Linked DNA regions of Sus scrofa: regions 1, 3 and 4 are each linked to region 2. The links are chromatin contacts, called in public Hi-C and promoter capture Hi-C maps. All regions are on one chromosome and are shown on one strand. The core of a region is the stretch at or near the end of the contact, and the rest is flanking DNA. Distances in the headings are between cores, read along the strand shown. Region 1 holds the start of LONP2 (lon protease homolog 2, peroxisomal). Region 2 holds the start of PHKB (phosphorylase b kinase regulatory subunit beta). Region 3 holds the start of LOC100626752 (UPF0547 protein C16orf87 homolog). Region 4 holds the start of ORC6 (origin recognition complex subunit 6).

The links. Promoter capture Hi-C pulls out the DNA fragments that hold promoters and counts their contacts. Hi-C and Micro-C count contacts between places; a contact is called where the count stands out from the background.
Region 1: a Hi-C map of embryonic fibroblasts shows a contact between it and region 2, with 2.7 times the contacts expected there. The contact joins the promoter of LONP2 here to the promoter of PHKB in region 2. A contact is called at or near these places in 1 of 5 promoter capture datasets (liver), 1 of 47 Hi-C or Micro-C datasets (embryonic fibroblasts) and 1 of 2 datasets of contacts at active chromatin or transcription factors (alveolar macrophages).
Region 3: a promoter capture Hi-C map of liver shows a contact between it and region 2, with 2.8 times the contacts expected there. The contact joins the promoter of LOC100626752 here to the promoter of PHKB in region 2. A contact is called at or near these places in 1 of 5 promoter capture datasets (liver) and 1 of 2 datasets of contacts at active chromatin or transcription factors (alveolar macrophages).
Region 4: a promoter capture Hi-C map of liver shows a contact between it and region 2, with 4 times the contacts expected there. The contact joins the promoter of ORC6 here to the promoter of PHKB in region 2. A contact is called at or near these places in 2 of 5 promoter capture datasets (fetal liver and liver) and 1 of 2 datasets of contacts at active chromatin or transcription factors (alveolar macrophages).

What each region holds. Positions count from the first base shown.
Region 1 is chr6:36,464,482-36,468,922 of Sscrofa11.1, reverse strand. It overlaps LONP2 (lon protease homolog 2, peroxisomal), which reads left to right and starts at 2,738. Exons shown (of 15, transcript XM_005664451.3): 1 at 2,738-3,122. The coding sequence starts at 2,890. All of the region lies in intron 1 of ABCC11 (ATP-binding cassette sub-family C member 11), which reads right to left.
Region 2 is chr6:37,191,158-37,195,461 of Sscrofa11.1, reverse strand. PHKB (phosphorylase b kinase regulatory subunit beta) reads left to right here and starts at 1,832. Exons shown (of 32, transcript XM_021094236.1): 1 at 1,832-1,978. It overlaps ITFG1 (T-cell immunomodulatory protein), which reads right to left and starts at 1,830. Exons shown (of 18, transcript XM_021094239.1): 1 at 1,395-1,830. The coding sequence starts at 1,728.
Region 3 is chr6:37,782,043-37,786,691 of Sscrofa11.1, reverse strand. It overlaps LOC100626752 (UPF0547 protein C16orf87 homolog), which reads right to left and starts at 2,193. Exons shown (of 4, transcript XM_003355829.4): 1 at 1,795-2,193. The coding sequence starts at 1,860.
Region 4 is chr6:37,942,367-37,946,326 of Sscrofa11.1, reverse strand. ORC6 (origin recognition complex subunit 6) reads left to right here and starts at 2,377. Exons shown (of 7, transcript XM_021094248.1): 1 at 2,377-2,761. VPS35 (vacuolar protein sorting-associated protein 35) reads right to left here and starts at 2,228. Exons shown (of 17, transcript XM_021094246.1): 1 at 2,129-2,228. The coding sequence starts at 2,131.

The sequences.
Region 1 (4,441 bases), core at 1,489-3,988, 730 kb after region 2:
CTACGCCACAGCCACAGCGAAGCCAGATCCAAGTCGAGTCTATGACCTACACCACAGCTCACAGCAACATCGGATCCTTAGCCCACTGAGCAAGGCCAGGGATCGAACCCACGTCCTCATGGATACTAGTCGGGTTCATTACCACTGAGCCACAATGGGAACTCCCAAGGTGGCCTTTTGAAAACATAAGCTTGAAAAACTATTCCACAATTGGAACTCACCTATGGCTTGCACCAGGCTTAGAGTAAGACCCAAACTTCTTAGCAGATGCCTTACCCCCACTGCTCACTCCTTGGAGAGCCTTTTCCAACCCCACCCTACCGGCTTCCCTCCTTGCTTCCCTCAACAGGGCCCATCTCAGTAAATTCCAGGAACAGGCTCCTCAAACATTCTAAACTCATTCCAGCCACAAAGGCTTTCAGTCATTGGAACAGAGCACCCTCCAACCATCTAAAGGACGAATCATCATCCCAAAGGATTTTCCTTGCTTACTGTTTGTTTCTTCCCCCTAGAATGTCAGCTCCATTAAAGCAGGAACCTCATCTGCTGTGTTCACCGATGTATTTCCAGCACCTAACATAATATCCCGTATATGAAGGCATTTTTTTGGAGTTCCCTTTGTGACTCAGCAGAAATGAATCTAACATCCATGAGGACACAGGTTCAATCCCTGGCCTCGCTCAGTGGGTTAAAGGATCCGGCATTGCTGTAAGCTGTGGTGTAGGTTGCAGACTCGGCTGGGACCTGGCACTGCTGTGGCTGTGGTGTAGGCCGGTGGCTACACCTCCTGATTCAACCCCTAGCCTGGGAACTTCCATATGCCACAAGTGTGGCCCTAAAAAGAAAAATAAAGAAAAAAAAGAGAGGGAGAGACTTGTTTACTGCATGAATAGAAGCTGGGAGCATGTCAGATCTTTAGGCAGGAGACTCGAGTTTCTGCCCTTCTGTCTCCAGCACAGTGGCCAGGATACCTGCTTTCTCTTTCCCTTACCTGAGCATATAGAAACAAACAGTTCCATCTGTGCTCTATCAGACCTGGCTGTTTATGGGTCTGTGCCCCTGGCCAAGAAGTGCTTCTGGGTAGGACCTTGCCTTCTGCTACTTCTCTGCCCTCCACAGTCAGCAGGCCCTCCACCAATGCTTGTTGACTTGACTAGACTGGAAGTTTCTTCCTAGATTCTGAGCGCATAGCCGGACTTCATATTTGGGGAAAACTTTCCCTCTCTAACCTAGCCAAATCCCAACAGGAAGGAGCTCCCAATGGTCAAACCCAAAAAAACTCAAGCAGGAAACACATGACAGTATTGCATTATAATCCATAATTATCTAAATATCCATGAGTTCACACTAACATAAAAATAATGGAGGAGTTCCTGTAGTGGTGCAGTGGTTAATGAATCCGACTAGGAACCATGAGGTTGCGGGTTCAGTCCCTGCCCTTGCTCAGTGGGTTGACGATCCAGCGTTGCCGTGAGCTGTGGTGTAGGTTGCAGATGCGGCTCGGATCCCGCGTTGCTGTGGCTCTGGCGTAGGCTGGTGGCTACAGCTCCGATTGGACCCCTAGCCTGGGAACCTCCATATGCCGTGGGAGCGGCCCAAGAAATAGCAGAAAGACCAAAAAAAAAAAAAAAAAAAAAAAAAAAAAAAAATTAAAAAAAGGAAAAAAAAAACTGAAAAAAAAAGAAAAAAAAATGGAATAAGTAAATAAGTTAGGGAGAAAGAGTAGCTTTTTCATAAAGAATTCCAACTAATACATGTAGAATTAACTCCCTACAGATACTTTACTTAGAACGAGAAAATAGTAACTTAAAGTGGAGAAAGCAGGCAGATGCCACCTTCACTAAGTAACCACGGTCAAAATCACCCCTAGTAAGACATTTCGCCATCATATATCCCTCAGGTCACATCACATCTGTGGTTTTGCTACTAAAAATATATAACACTGATGTTGGGAAAATATCAGATAGACCCAAACTGAGAAGCACTCTACAAAAAAAAGAGACCAAAACTCTGTGTTCCTGTCGTGGCACAGCGGAAACGAATCCGACTAGGAACCTAGGAACCTTGAGGTTTCTGGTTTGATCCCTGACCTCACTCAGCAGGTTAAGGATCTGGCATTGCCTGAACTGTGGTGCAGGTCCCAAACTTGGCTGGCAACTGGCGTTTTGCTGTGGCTGTGGTGTAGGCCATCGACAACAGCTCTGATTAGACCCCCCAGCCTGGGAACCTCCATGTACCACGGGTGTGGCCCTAGAAAAGACAAAAGACCAAAACAAACAAAAACAAACAAACAAAAAACCTCTTTGAAAGTACCAAAGCTTTGAAAGAAAAAAGAAAAAAAGAGTGAGGAGACATCACAAATAAATGAAAAGCGGGATCCTGGACGAGAAAAAAAACGACATTAGTGAGAAAACTGGCAAATTTGTGGATGCCTATAGATTAGACATGTTAATTCCTGGCTTTTACGACTGAACTGTGATTGTGTAAAACGATTACAGGGTAAGCTGGGTGAAAGGTACATTTACCGTACTTCTACTATATTTTTGCAACGTTTTTGTACACCTAAAGTCAATTTAAAAAGAAAGGCACAAACATTTCAAGTGGACATAATTTACATGAGAGCACCCTTGGCCACACAACTCAGCTCTGAGACCGAAGCGGGCTCAGCGACACGGGACCCTCCGGAATACCTCGCGCGCCTCTCTTCGAAAGTGTTCGGCGCCCGGGAAGAGGCGGTGCTTGGCGGTGGCTGAGCCTGGGGGCGGGCGAGAGCGCGGGCCGGAAGCGGCGGCGTGCCGGGGGGCTAGAGCTGCTGTTGCCGCCGGATAGGCCGCGCGGGGCACCGCGTCTTTCTCCTGAAGCCGCTCCTCAGCGTGGAGGGCAGTCGCCATGTCGTTGGTGAACCCCATCCAGATCCCCAGCCGCCTCCCGCTGCTGCTCACGCATGAGGGCGTGCTGCTGCCCGGCTCCACCATGCGCACCAGCGTGGACTCGCCCCGCAACCTGCAGCTGGTGCGGAGCCGGCTGCTCAAGGGCACATCGCTGCAGAGCACCATCCTGGGCGTCATTCCCAACACACCCGACCCGGCCAGCGACGCGCAGGACCTGCCGCCGCTGCACAGGTAGGCCGGGCGGCCCGGCGGCGGCTGCGCGGCCTCCTCCCGGAGACCCCTGCCCGGCCTCGGGGCGCGGGGCTCCGGGCGGCCCCGCGGCGGGGTTCGGCCTCTTCAGATGTCTCACATGCCAGACGGGGATGACAGAGGAATGTCTCGTAACTGTTAAATGAGCTCACTCATGGAGTCGTAAAAACTGCACAATTAGCTGCTGACAATCTAATGCGAATTTCCCTCCCCGCCCCCTGGGTCTTCAGGCTCCTAGGCCGATGCTCTTCACTTTCCGGGGCCACCCACTTTCTTTTCCTTTCCCTATCCTCTTCTCTCCTTGCCCCCCAACCCCTTTTTTGGTCCTCTTAAACTGAAATCCTTGCAGGCTCACGCGTTTTGTCTTTTCCCTGCTTCATCCTAAGTTGCACCATTTCTTCCTTAATTGGGGATAGCTTTCTTCCAACCCCCCGCCCCCCTTTTCCCCTTCGTGCTTGCTTGTTTTCCTTCCTAAAGGACCTTACCTGTTCACGTTTTCCCTTGTCTCCCTTTCTGGAACTTTCCTGTCTTCTCATCTCATAACATTTCATTTCTTAGGCCCCAAGCTTATCACGAGATCTCTTACACTATGGTCCTAATTGAGTGTCAGGCTGACCCTGTGCTGCTTTCTTTCTTCTGTAACTTGGAAACGAACAGCGTCGTCTCTCAGGTGTGTTATGAAGATTAGATGAAATAATGTATGTGGTCTGCTTTGTGCCACGCTGGATAAATGGTAGCACTGTCCAGGATTGTAGCCACTAGCCACCTGGGGTTATAGAGGGCTTGGAATGTTGCTTGTCCAAATCGAGATGTTAGAGTGTGGTCACTTGCTGTGATTCGCCACGAACAGTCCCGGTTTTATCACTGAAAGTCCTATGTCCCAGGAAACCCCTTAGTCCCAGACAAGCCAGGGTGGTTGATCACCTTCAGTGTGCTATAGGTATACAGTGCACGCTAGGTTTTGAATATTTGGTATGAAAAATGTTTTATTGATTAATAAATACGTAAAGATTAAATGTTGGAATGGTGGAGTTCCTGTGGTAGTGCAGTGGGTTAAGAGTCAGATTGCGGTGGCTCCTGGGGTTGCTTCAGAGGTGCCCTTTGATTCCCTGCCTGGGGCAGTGGAGTAAAAGTGTCCTTTATTGCCACAGTTGTGGCATAGGTCACAGGTGAAGTCAGATTCAGTTCCTGGCTTGGGAACTTCCATATGCCATGGCTGTGGCCATAACAACAACAAAAAGTTGGTATGGTAATATTTTGGATATCTGGGGCTAAGTAAAATATTAGCATGTCATCTGTTT
Region 2 (4,304 bases), core at 583-3,082:
TTTTACTCTAGTATACCTGCCCTCTCAAGGCTGGTCCTATTAGACTGCTGGAATGGAGATTCCTAACAGCTTTTAAGAATTCAGTATTCAAAGCAGCAGAGAAATTAGAAGGATAAACATGGAAAAATATAGTTGGTCAAGACAAATTGAAGCCAATGGCTTCTGCCAGAGTCATACCGATTGACTTAAAAGAAGCATACAAAGAATATGCATTATAACTATACTATGTATTAAGTCTTGCCTTCCTCAAACCCAACACCTCAGCCTCCTTACAAGGGTATTTACTTCATCATATGGATGCATCACATCAAGGACATAAGACCTCCTATCGTATGTAGGTATCTGAGTAGTAACGAGGAAGTGACTTTGTATTTAAGCAGAAAAACTTGAATCAAAGACTGTTTTTTTGTGTCTCCTGTAGAACCATCCCCCAGGTTGATGCATTTTTGGAGCTCAAAGTGCACTCATTGGATCAGACTTTCGAGACAGTTTATTCAAAACACAGGGCATATTTAAAGGGGAGAGTCCCCGTATGCAGTTAGGATGGAATAGCTAAAGGTTAGGCGGAAGGCACTCTTCTTGCAGTACATGGAGCTATACAAAGATATGGAAAACATTCAGGGTCCACAAGAGGCTCTGGGGCCCTGGCAAGGGCCCCCAAAGATTTGGGCCGACACCCCATCAAACTCTGTATAAGGGCTTCACTGCCTTCTTTCACAGCCTCTAATGCCCTAAGCATCAAGATTTACAAAAGTTTGTTTAGTGATGTTAAAGAACTCCCATGAACCTCGAGCTGAAGAAAGAAGAGATTTGGAGTCTAGGGTGGTGGCCAAAGCAAGGAAATCTTATGCACACAAAAGGGAGAACCCTGCAGTTTAAAAATCCTTTTCCAATAAGACACTGGATTTATTAGGGGGCAAGGAGGAGTCCTCTATTGGAGGAAACTGTCAAGTTGCACCTTCTGCAGCTGATCAAAGGGGAAGGGAGGCTGGAGGAAGTAAAGCAGATAGGAATGACGGGGCCTTGGGAAGGAACTTAGAGGCAAGCTACAAAGATTGCTGGGAATCAGGAAGGCCTTTGGAAGGCAGGTGATTCCGTAAGGAAAACGCGGATGGACGAGTGAAGGCTGGGTCCTATCAGGGAAAGAAAACAAAACAAGACTGCCGTGTTTCTAAGGCTGGTGGGAGTGGATCAAACTGTGGAGTGTTAGGGTCGGGATCTGGGTTTGAATAAGATGTAGAAAACCCGCAAGCTATCAACGATGCTGGAAATAAAGTCAGAGAGGGCTGGGAGAGAAGGTCCGGGAAATGCAGGAGGACTGGCCATCCGGGCAAGGGGTGTGGGGAACACCAGGAGGAGTACGCGGACAGAGGGAGGGCCGGGCAAGCACTGACTTTCCCGCAGCACGAAGAGGTCCGTCTGCTTGTCAGAGTTGAGGTCTCCGAAGGCCGCCACGGTGCCCCAGGCCTCGGCTCCAAAGAGCTCGGCCGTGACGTTGTGCAGCGCCCGCGCGGGGACTGGCCCGACTCCCAGCAGCGCGAGCCCCCCAAGCAGCGGCGCCAGCAGCACCCAGGAGCCCGGCAGCCGGCCCGCCGCCGCCATGGCAGCCCCTCGGCCCCCGCCCTCCAGCCCACTGCCGCGCTTGACGGCAGCCGGAAAGCACCGTGCTGCCGGCCGAGAGACAAACAGCGCAGCCCGGACGTCCGTACGGCTGCGGCCGGCTACCATCGCACTCTCCCCTAGGGCTGCCCCTCTGACGCTCGGGACGCCGCGGAGCCAGGGCGAAGCTCGTCCTCGCGCTCACTTCCGGCCGGCGCGCCTCCCGACAGTGTCGCGCGGGGGGGCGGGGCCGGCCGGGCGGAGCTGACAAGCGGCCCTGGGGGCGGCGGCCAAAGCAGCGGCCCGATCGCGATGGCGGGGCTCAGGCCCGAAGTGAGCTGGAAGGTCTTGGAGCGAAGGGCCCGGACCAAGCGCTCAGGTTTGGCTGTCTGGGGCGCCACCCCTTCACGCGCACCGTAGGTGGTGCTCCCCCTCGAGCGCCTTGGGCGGGAGGCACGTAGGGGTCCTGGAATGAACCTGTGCCCGAATACTTCCCCTTAGGACAGGCAGTCGTCCCTGCCTTCCTCTTGATGTCTTCCCCCAGGTCTAGAAATTAGGTGGTGGGCACACCTTACCCCATTATGCTTCCCCAACTTTATTGCGTGTGTATTCCCACTGGAAAAGTAGGTGTTGTGCTGACTTTGCCTGGAGTCTTCTTACTTAGAAATCAGGAGGCCGCCACATTCCTGAGAGTGTCCTCCCTGCGTGTGTTCTTCCCTGCAAGTCAGCTAGCTTCATTCTTAGATACGGCTATAATCGCGTCCTGGAAAACCGGCGGCTACTCTTTGCCTTATTTCATATGTCCATTTCATATTACAAGTTCTGATCTCTAGCCAGTTATCTTTGTGGAAGAAATCGAGGGGGGCAGGGCCTCAGGCCTTGAAGTGGGTCAGGTTGAGCATAGCTAAGTCTCAGAAGGAAGTAGACCTCTTCCCTGGGCAAGTGGCCGCAGGACGCATAGTTCCCAGTTGTGGCTCCTAAATGCGAGGCCACCTAGGTCAGAACACGCTGTGCAAGCAGTTATAACTGTTCAAGTGTCCTGAGCTGACTTGTTCAAATTGCAGAGTCACAACCTCGAAGTTAGCACTTGTGGCTGATAACTCAGTCTAAGAGCCAGGGTTGAAACTTCCCTTATTCCTGGTTGGCTAGATGTAATCTTGAGCTAAAAGTATCCCTATAAACAGGAAACATGGTGGACTAACAAAACTTCAACTAAGAATCTTCCCTTTTAAGGGATTGATGTTACTATGTAAGTTAGTGCTGGGAGATGCTAATGTCAAAGTTGATCATCTAAGAACAATGAAAAGCATAGCTCTAGGAAAACTTTGCATTTTCATTGGTATTAAGAGAATTCTTAATTATCTGTTGAACACGCTGTTGTCGTTATTGTTGTTTTGACGAAAGTATCTAATTTCATAAACCTGACAGGAGAAATGCACCCAATCTTTGTTGCTTATTTCATTCTGTTTTTTTAAACCTTAAAAAAATTTCTGCTCTTATTTACTTAGGGTTCAAGGAAAACTACCACTAAAATACGAATTTTTCAAAAATGAGTCCTTAATACATTTTAGGGTCAGTACAGTTACTGGGAATAGTCACATTTTTTTTTTTCATTTTTTAATGTTTTTAAGTATAGTTGATTTACAATGTTGTGATAATTTCTGTTGCACAACAAAGCGACTCAGTTGTACATGTACACACATCCATTCTTTTTCAGTCTTTTCCCATATAGACTATCACAGAATATTGGATAGAGTTCCCGGTGCTATATAGCAGGTCCCTGTTGGCCAACCATTCCATATAGTCACATTTATTTTTGTTTCACATTTTTCTCAGGCTTTTCATGTCATATTAAAGTATTGAGTTGACCACTAACAATGAGTCTTTCTAAGCTACAAAAAGTGTTATTGGGTTGATAATATCTGGTCAAAGAGTAACTGGACTTTTCTTACAGGAAACTGAGCTCTACCCTCATCGTATAATTTTACAGCATTTCTCTTTTCCTTTAATAAACCTATAGGGCTTATTTTCTTCTCCAGTCTTTTAATTTCCTCAGAACTGCATGTCATAACAGTAAGCTTTGAAAACCTACCTTCTCTTTCTTTACTGAGGAAAACTTCAAATTTTATTTTACTGTTGTTGAATGCAGCCACTTAAAACCAGTTTCATGTACAAAGTAGTTGCGTACCTTGTATAAATGTTGGCTGTTGGTTTATGTCTCTATTGTAACCGTAAAAGAGATACCATTTGTAGTCATCCCTCCAAATTAGTTGAGGTTTCAGATTCTTCTGATAATTGTGAAGGAAAGTTTTTTGAGTGAATCTACTTCCTGTGTCATTAAAAGCAATCACCTTGATTCTGTTTGTTACTTTTAGAGGAATGTATAGACTGAGTTTTGTTTGAAACTTGGATTAACCTAACCCTGATATAGAGGGGCCACTGCAAAGTTCTGAGCATTGTTACATAGTAGCATAATCACTTTACTGCTCACTAGATGATACAAGTCTTAGGTAATGTTTAATAAGTGGCTGTTATATATTTCCTGCCTCATCCATATAAGCAAATGTAATTTATCAAAGCAAAGAAAATCAAATTTCAAGTCATAAAAGAGAAAATAAAATTATAATGAACCTCAATTATTGCCTGTGTTGCACACTGCATCGTGTTAATTACTGCTCACACTGCTTTCAATTAATCTAACGCTG
Region 3 (4,649 bases), core at 944-3,443, 590 kb before region 2:
AGGATCTTGGGATGTCTAGCCTCCAGAACTGTGAGAAAATAAATTACTGCTGTTTGAGCCATCCAATCTATGATATTCTGTTATGGCAGCTGGAGAGATGGTTGTGTAACAACAAAACTAATGTGATTTTTTTCCCAAAGAAAACGCTGTTCACATTTTGTTTAAAAACAGGTTATTTTTTTCCCAAAAGGTTACTTGCCAAGTACAACAAGGTCAGGATTTGTAAAAACTGGTGCCCCACAGAAACTGGAATGCATAATGCATACCATGTAAAATTTATACTTCTGCACAATTAATTGGAACAAATGGAAATAATTTAAATACTGAAATAATCTGCAAGGAGACTTAAAAAGTCCAATTTTTTTCAGAATTTAGTAAATTTAGTTTATTGGTAAGAATCGAAATTTAACTCTACTTTGAAAAACATACTAAACTGTTTTTATACTGCATATTCAATAAACTCATAAGATCAATAAATTGTAATTCTCCTTGCACAGCCTTCCTCTGATCAGCATATCTACCACTGCCTATAAGAGATACTGAACAAAACATGCAACATTTTCTGTTAAAATGTTTGATCAACCTTTAAGCTAGTTTCTTAAAGAATGCACTGAAATCAGCTTATTTTAAGTCTTCAGCCATTTCAAATTGCTCTTGATTTAAAAAAAAAAAAAAAAGCAGCAAGAAAGAAAGAAAAAGGAAGGGGGAGGAGAGAGGTAGTCATTTTGAAAAAATTCTTTCAGTGGAAAAGAAAAAAACACACCCAGATCAGCATGTTGGCATGAAATAAAGGCACTAATGCTCTTAACCGAGTTTTAACTCATTAGTTTGTAACGTTTAGAAGAAGGTGTATTATTCCGCTAAAAAAAAAATGAGGCACGCTTAAACTAAAACACTAAAACGAGATTTTTAATAATTACAACTATGACACCATTAAAAAATGGTGTAGAAAGCAGTCATTTAAAATTCATAAAACCACCTACATGTTTTTTAGGAGATCTGGAAGCAGAAATGCCAATTTTTTTAACAGTGACTACCGCGGCAGATGGGGGGAAGTGAGGAGCTCCCCAAAAGGAAGGGCTTCAAAGGGGCGTTATTCAATAACGTTCCATTTAAAACAACGTATAGAAAAGAACCACAATTATTCGCGTCAAAAATATAATAAATATAGCTAAGCCAAAACTTAAAAACTATTACATTGCAACCCCTTTGTCACATTCAAGCATGAGCCCTGGTCGCGGTGGGGAGTTTTGCGGGGTCCAGGGTATATAAATGAAAGGGGAACAAAGCAACACTGCGTGGCAGGAGGGGGATTTCGGAGCCAGGAGCCCGGACTCCGAGTCGGGGGGCACATCGGGTATTCTCGTCGGGGCAGCAGGGGGCTGAAGGGGCTGTGCTCCGCCCACTTGGGCCACTGACCCCTCACTCCTGCCGCTGTCACCGGAGCCGGCCTGGCGACTCAGGGAGAGTCCGGACAGGGCGCCCCGTCAGCTCACGACAAACCCACGCCCCCCTCGCGTGGCCCGACTACAGAGCAAGACCCTCGCCCCGTCTGACCGCCGCCAGGTGGGCACCGGCCGGGATGCGGCCGCGGACGTTTCCCCAGCAACCCCTCTGCTCGGCCCGGCCGGTTCCGGACTCCCACCGTGGCCACCGAGCCCAAGGACCGACCCACTCGCTCTGCCGCCGGGACCCCGGCCAAGCGGCCTCTCCACAGCCAACGGCCGCCGACAACCGCAGCCCGCCCGCACGCACTCGCCCCGCTGGCCCTCATGGCCGGCCCCCGGAGCCCACCTGTTGGTCGCATTCCGGGCATGATTTGGTGGCCATCTTCACTTTCTTGGCTCGAGTTGCAGACATGCTCCTTCTGGCGGCAGCGGCGGTGGCGACGGCGGCGGCGGTGGCGGTGGCTGCAGCGGCGGCGGCTCGGGCTCCGCCCCTCGTACCTCAGTGGCCCGGCCTCCGCGCGCCGGGTCCCCGCAGGCCAGACCGAGGCTATAGCGGGTGCGCGCGCGGGCGCGTGCGTGCACTCGCACGGAGCCTGCGTGTAGAGGGGGCGGGGCGCGGCGTGCGCCGGCTCCGGGTGACCACGGAACAAGCGCCCACCCACACCGCTCGGGTCCCTGAGTGCGTCCGGATCCTCAGATTCTCACGAGAGGAGACTGTCTGGATCGTCCGGCGGGACAATGGACACGCCCTCTCTCGGCCCGACGGCCGGCGTGGGGGCGTGGTTTGGGCGGGGCTCGGTCGTAACGGGCGTTGGGCTCGACCAACGACTGTCCAAGTAGGAGTTGTCGTGGTGCTGAGCACGCCCCCTCCCCCGAGAAAGGAGCACGTGAGAGTGAAGAGCAGGTAGAAGGTTAAGCTCTTAGCACAGATGGGCATTTGATAAGCTTCAGTAGGTCTAATCATTGAGGGATCGTAATAGACATCTGATGAGTCTACTGTATGCCAGCCTTGGGCTCGCGCTGCGAGGTATCAAAGTTAAGTCAAATAGCTATTGAAGGCCAGTTCTGCCAAACAAATGTGAATAGGAGATGCCTGCCCTCAAACACAAACACGCAATCTAGGAGTTCCCGTCATGGCTCAGCAGAAACGACTAATATCCATGAGGACACAGGTTCGATCCCTGGCCTTGCTCAGTGGATTAAGGATTGGGCGTTGCCGTGAGCTGTGGTGTAGGTTGCAGATGCAGCTCAGATCTGGCATTGCTGTGGCTGTGGTGTAGACCAGTGGCTACAGCTCCGATTGGACCCCTAGCCTGGAAACGTCCATGTGCCTCAAGAGAGGCCCTGAAAAAGCCAAGGGGGAAAAAAAAAAACAAAAAAACAAAAAAAAAACCACGCAACTTGGAGGTGTAGACGGCCTAACATTAGAATACAGGGGCATTGGGTTGTTGCTGGAAAGAGTATATCGGTAGACTATTTAGAGTGTTGTATCAAAATTTAAAATCCACCTCACCTTTGATCTTGCAATCCCACTCCTAAGAATTTTAAAAAAAGATATTCTCCACCTGTGTCCAGATGCATTTGTGCAAAGATATTTCACTTTGCAGCATTGCTTGTCAGAGAAAAATCAGAAGCAGCCCGGGTGTCAGTCAGCGAATTACTTGGGCAAATTAAGGTATGAATACAAGAGAGTATCATGGCAGCTCTTCAAAAGAATAAGATAGTTCTACATGAAGTGATATAATGATCTCCAAAATAGTGTTAATTGAAAAAGCAAAGTATAGAACATCTTGTTTAAAATTGTGCAAAAATAATATGGTAATATTGCATATAAAGGAACTGGAGGGCAGGGAGAGGAGGAAGACATATTCCGTATCCTATTGCATTATTTGAATTTTCCACTAGGTCAACCTAGTATGACCTTTTCCCTCACAAAAGGGAGAAGGATTTGTACACAGCTCACTTCGGAAGTGCCCTGACCCACTGTTGGGGGAGTTGGTGGTCCCAGAAGGCTTTCTAGAAGTTATCTCCAAAACCAAATCCCTAAGTATGTCAGGTGGAGTTGCCCAACCAAAGGTGAGAACCTATCAGGCAGATGGGACAGTGTAAGCAAAGGGAGAGAGTTCAGCATTTTGGTGTTGTGTGTACACTGAGCACAGGGCAAAAAGCTAAGGCCGGAAAGGTGGGCCATGTCTAGCTATGCAGCAAGGTCTTTGCTGCCATGGGAAGGAGTTTGCTATCATAACTCAGGATGAAGCCAATGGGGCAGTAAGGGTTTTAAGATGGGAAATAATGGATTATATTAGATGTTAATAAAGATTAGGCCAGCAAAATGCCTCAGGTATTAGACCTAGTATTGGACCTAAGGCACAGGGGAGAGGATGGACAATAAAGAAAAAAATGAGTGGGATTTTAAAAATATGAAGGCCAGGAGTTCTTACAGTGGGTTAAAAATCCAACTTGGCTTGGGTTGCTGCAGAGGCTGGGACTCAATACCCGTTGGCACGGTAAGTTAAAGGATCTGGTGTCACTGCAGCTCTGGTGTAGGTTGTAGCTGCAGCTTGGATTCAATCCCTGGCCCAGGAACTTCCCTATGCAGCCATAAAAATAAATAAATAATAATAATAAATAAAAAATTTAAAAATCCATTAAGCCCATAATATTAAGCAAAATTTGAGAAGCTGTTTTTCTGGGGGAGAGGTGTGGCCATGGACGTTCCCAGGATGACTCTCAAAGGCATGGAGGGATAGAAGTAGCAGAGGAAGGTAGTACTTCACTTTTCCTTAGAAATGGTGTGGGTATGAATGGGGAACCAGGGCCTACAAACCTGGCCCTGAAGAATTTTCTGAAAATCTCAGTGGACCAGGTCCTTTTTATGGAAGTCTCCCCAGAAGGCCATTTGGCTGGTGTGGGTGTTAAAAGAAGTCTTTATATGGAGGTTTTGAAATGGTTAATATGCCAGATTCCATCCAGGTCACCCCTTCCCTCTAGCCATCTTCTTTTGTGTGTATGTGTGTCTTTTTGTCTTTTAGGGCCATATCCATGGCATATGGAGGTTCCCTGGCTAGGGATCCAATCAGAACTGTAGCCACCGGCCTACGCCACAGCCACAGCAATGCAGATCCGAGCCACGTCTGCAACCTACACCACCAGCTCACAGCAACGCCAGATCCTTAACCTCCTGAGTGAGGCCAGGGATGG
Region 4 (3,960 bases), core at 1,128-3,627, 750 kb before region 2:
TAGGAATAATATGAGCACTTCTATCACTGTTATGAGTAATAAATGAAATGACACAAACAAAGCCCCAGAAGTGCTTAGCACTTGGTAATAAGAACTTCCCATAAGTGTTACCATTATTATTATATTCCCCTTAGATACCAGCAATTATCCCCACCCATCCTAGAAACTTTTTTGTTCATCAATCCCTCCGCTATATGCTGTAGATGTAATCTAACAACGCAATGCAAATCAACTGTAAAATGAAAATAGTCTCACTAAAGTACAGAATTTCATTATGTTAATGAAAGTATTATTTTTAAAATAAGGCACCAAAATAGCAATTGAACTATTGCTAGGGAGAACTAAGGATGATGAAGGGATGAGAACATCCAAACATAATTTTAATACTCAAGTGTCTCCAATTCCATTTACCAGTAAGTTTCCCCAGGAATACACCATGAGCATTCACTTCTCCAGCTTGCCCTACTGGCAATACACTTTCTTCTCCACCTGGAGAATTTCTGCTCACCTTCTTCAGGGTCTCAGAAGATGAGCTCCCCAGGTAGAACTCTCTTCCTCCTTGCCCTCACAACACTAAGATGACAGGGCTAGTAATGACTGTATTACATTAAATTCCACAAGCATGTCTTCCCTGCTAGACTCTTAAGTTCTTTGAAAGCAAGGGTTAGTTTCCAGTGCCCAGCCTGGAAAGCATATAAGATGAATGAGGAATTGAACTGGATCCTAAAATTTTAGGATTGGGAAAGGCCCAAGAGGCCAACATTTGTTTTCAGATATAAAAGTGAGACTCAAAGAAGATCGAGTGACTTGCCCAAGTCACAAAGACAGTGGCTATGACGAGTCTGCTCCTCAAGTTTTTGTTGCCCATAAAATTCATGAGGACAGAACTCTGTGTCTGGCTCATTGCTTCAAATTGGTTCATCCAACACATAACCAAGACCTATAGTAGAACATCAGTTAAATACTCTGATTATGAAACCCTATAAATGTCGTAGATTGAGTGTTGAGAAACAAACATTTGTCCTAATTTAATTTTTGCAGCATTCCTATATCAATTCCCAACTAAAAATTCTGAGAAATAAGCAAAATCACTTTGTATGACATCAAATTATATGAAAGTAATATATGTCAAACATTTAATACTGCTTTTTGGAATTGACACATTTAAAGTGAAGCCTGTCTCCAGGCTTACAGGTTTCCAGAAGCCTGACTATATAAAGTGAATAGTGAGATAATTAAACCTGACATACTGTACACCAACATCCAAAAACATTACTTACATGGTGCAGACTATGTCAAGCGTTAATAAAATGCAAGTGACAACTTGCCTTTGTGGAAACTAGACACAAAGATTCACATTTTGAGGAAGTTCAAGCTCACGGGCCAAAAGCCAGACTTGATGCCATCACGGAGAGGCGCTAAGGAGAATGCCCACTTCCAGTAAGTAAAATACTTGGATTTCATCAATGGGGAACTCAGAAAGAGAGCCAGAGCGCCCAATGAACAAATGTTAAAGGAAACAACAGTCTCCTTTCCGTCTCTCAGAATGAAAGCATATCAGATAGCATGAGTCCTTCCAGGAAATTCACGTAAGCGAGTCCCTAGAATTCGCTAACATACACTGCAGGGGGCTATGAGGCCGAGAAAGGCCAGGGCACCATCATGGCCCCTCCGGAAGGTATTCCTTGCACACGAAAGGGACAAGAAAGCACTACCAGGCACAAAGGTGGAAACGCCAGCAAGGAAGCAGCCTTTGGGCGGGTCCCAACCCCACCTTTGAGCCTCAGGCCCTCCGCACGCCCCCGTTCCACCCAGACTTCCAGACCCGGTATTCGGGATCCCCTCAAGGCGGGGCGGTGGCCTTCCGGGACCCCCACAGGCAAGGAGCTGAGACAGCCCCTCAAAGAGCAACGGCAGCGGCCAGGCGCCGCACCCACCCACCCGGGCCCGGATCAACCCGTCTGCGGCCTTCCCCGGGCTGTCCCCTATCCCACAGGCCAAGCCAGGCTGGTATTAGCCCCGATCAGGCCGCGGGGCCCCGACTGAGCTCGCAGGGCTCCAGGGTGGTGGGAGCGAGCAGGGGCTGGGAAAAGGGTTGGCCCCGGGCCCGCTGCCCCTCAGCACTCACCATGGCGACTCCCCTGAGCCTGCAGCAAGCAGCACCCACCCCGCGCGGAGCCTCCCGCGGTCAGGTGACTCTGCGGCCCCTCCAAGCCCCGCCCCCTCCAGCTCCGCCTTCGAACCCTACAGGCGGCTCCTCTATTGGCCGGCTTCTAGGAACCTCGAGTTTCGCGTATTTATTGGCCCTTGTCACTTTACGCTAGACTGATGGACTTAGGTTCCAGCCAGTCTCTCCACAGTGTGTGGCGGGCGGGGCAGTGCAGAGTAGCGGGGAATCTCTCCTGCGGGAAGGAGACAGCAAGAGTGAAAGGCAGGGTTTGAGTCTGTCAAGAAGGGAGGAATGGAAGAAGTGGGAGCCGCCCGACCTCATTCACTTTCTGCCTTGGAGCGTGCACTCGCAGCGCGCATGCGCAGAAGAAATACCAGGATTGGCGTGCGAGGCGGCCTTAACTGTTCTTCTGGACCAATCCAGATGCAGCGGGGCGCTAGGGCCCGGCCCCCACAGGCGGGCGCGGTGTCTGCGCGCGGGTTTCGTAGTGTCGCAGCTGTTTGCGGGAGTGGTTCTTGTTGGCGCCATGGACTCTGGTCTTATCCGGCGCTTAGCCCCGCGCCTGGGCATTGCCGAGCCGGAGGTGCTGAGGTGAGTCCAGCCGCGCACGCCCTAGAGGCCCTGCGCTCTCCTCGGACCAGGCCCCGGCCTTTCTCGCGCGAAGGCGGGATTTAGGCCCTACTTCAAGAAAAGCCTCCCGGCAGTGGAGGTGGCCGGAAGGGCGCGAGTGTAGACGTCCTGGATCTGGGGGCTGCACAGTGGGGAAAAGGAGAGAAGCGGAGAACTTGGGTCGTTACGCAAACTTACGGAGGGTCTGTTGACGGCGTTGAGGCAGGTAGACTGGATACAGAACCCATGGAGGGCTGTGTCTTTATTGGCAACGACAACGCCGAAAACGAAGCTGGCGGTGGGGCGGAAAACTTGCGGGAAAGCCACGGAGGGATGTCATTTGCGCTGAGACCCAGACCCGAATGATAGAAGGTGCCGGCCCCGGGAAGATGTGGGGAGAGGCCGGCAGAGGCAGCAACCTGTGCTAAAGTCCTCGGGTGGGAAGGATTTTAGCGTGATCCGGAGTTGGAAATAAAGTATGGTAGCTAAACTGAAGGGCCCGACTAGGCCTAGTTCCTGGGCTGTCAGTTAGGTGAGGAAAGGGAAGGAGGACTTATTAAAAGATTAAAAGTATGACCTCCTGGACTCGTAATCATTTAGCACAGTGGTTCTCAAAGTGTGGTCCTTGGACCAGCAGCATCAGTATCTTCTTGACGCTTGCCTCTCCCCAACCCCCCCCTCCCCAGGCCTACTGATCAGAAACTCTGGGTCTGGGATCCAGCAGTGTGTTTTCATAAGCCCCAGGGTGGCTGACTTGTACACTAAAGTTTGAGAACTACTGATTCAGAGGAAGGCAGAACCCTGGCCTCACCTGCCTGTCTCTGTAACAATTCATGCTTTTTCCAGAAACGGAAGGCTGAGAGAAGTGTTGTTTTTTGGAGGATTTCAAGAACTTTTACCTGAAAGAACTTCAGCACAGTCGTGTCTGTAGTCAGAGAGCTTGTTCTGTCTTATAGAATCCTGTCCTCCCCTAAAGGATAGGACTTTCTTTCCCAGCCCCAAATAAACTCGCACAGGACTTAGGCTCACAGCGAAGTCACCAGGCTGAATTAATTGTTTACCAAAGTGCAGGGCCAAACTTCTAGATAAGAATTTTAGTGAATATGTTGCTCAGGAGGCAGTTCTGTTGTGGCTCAGCGGGTTACGAATCCAACTAGTACCCATAAGGACGCAGGTTCAAT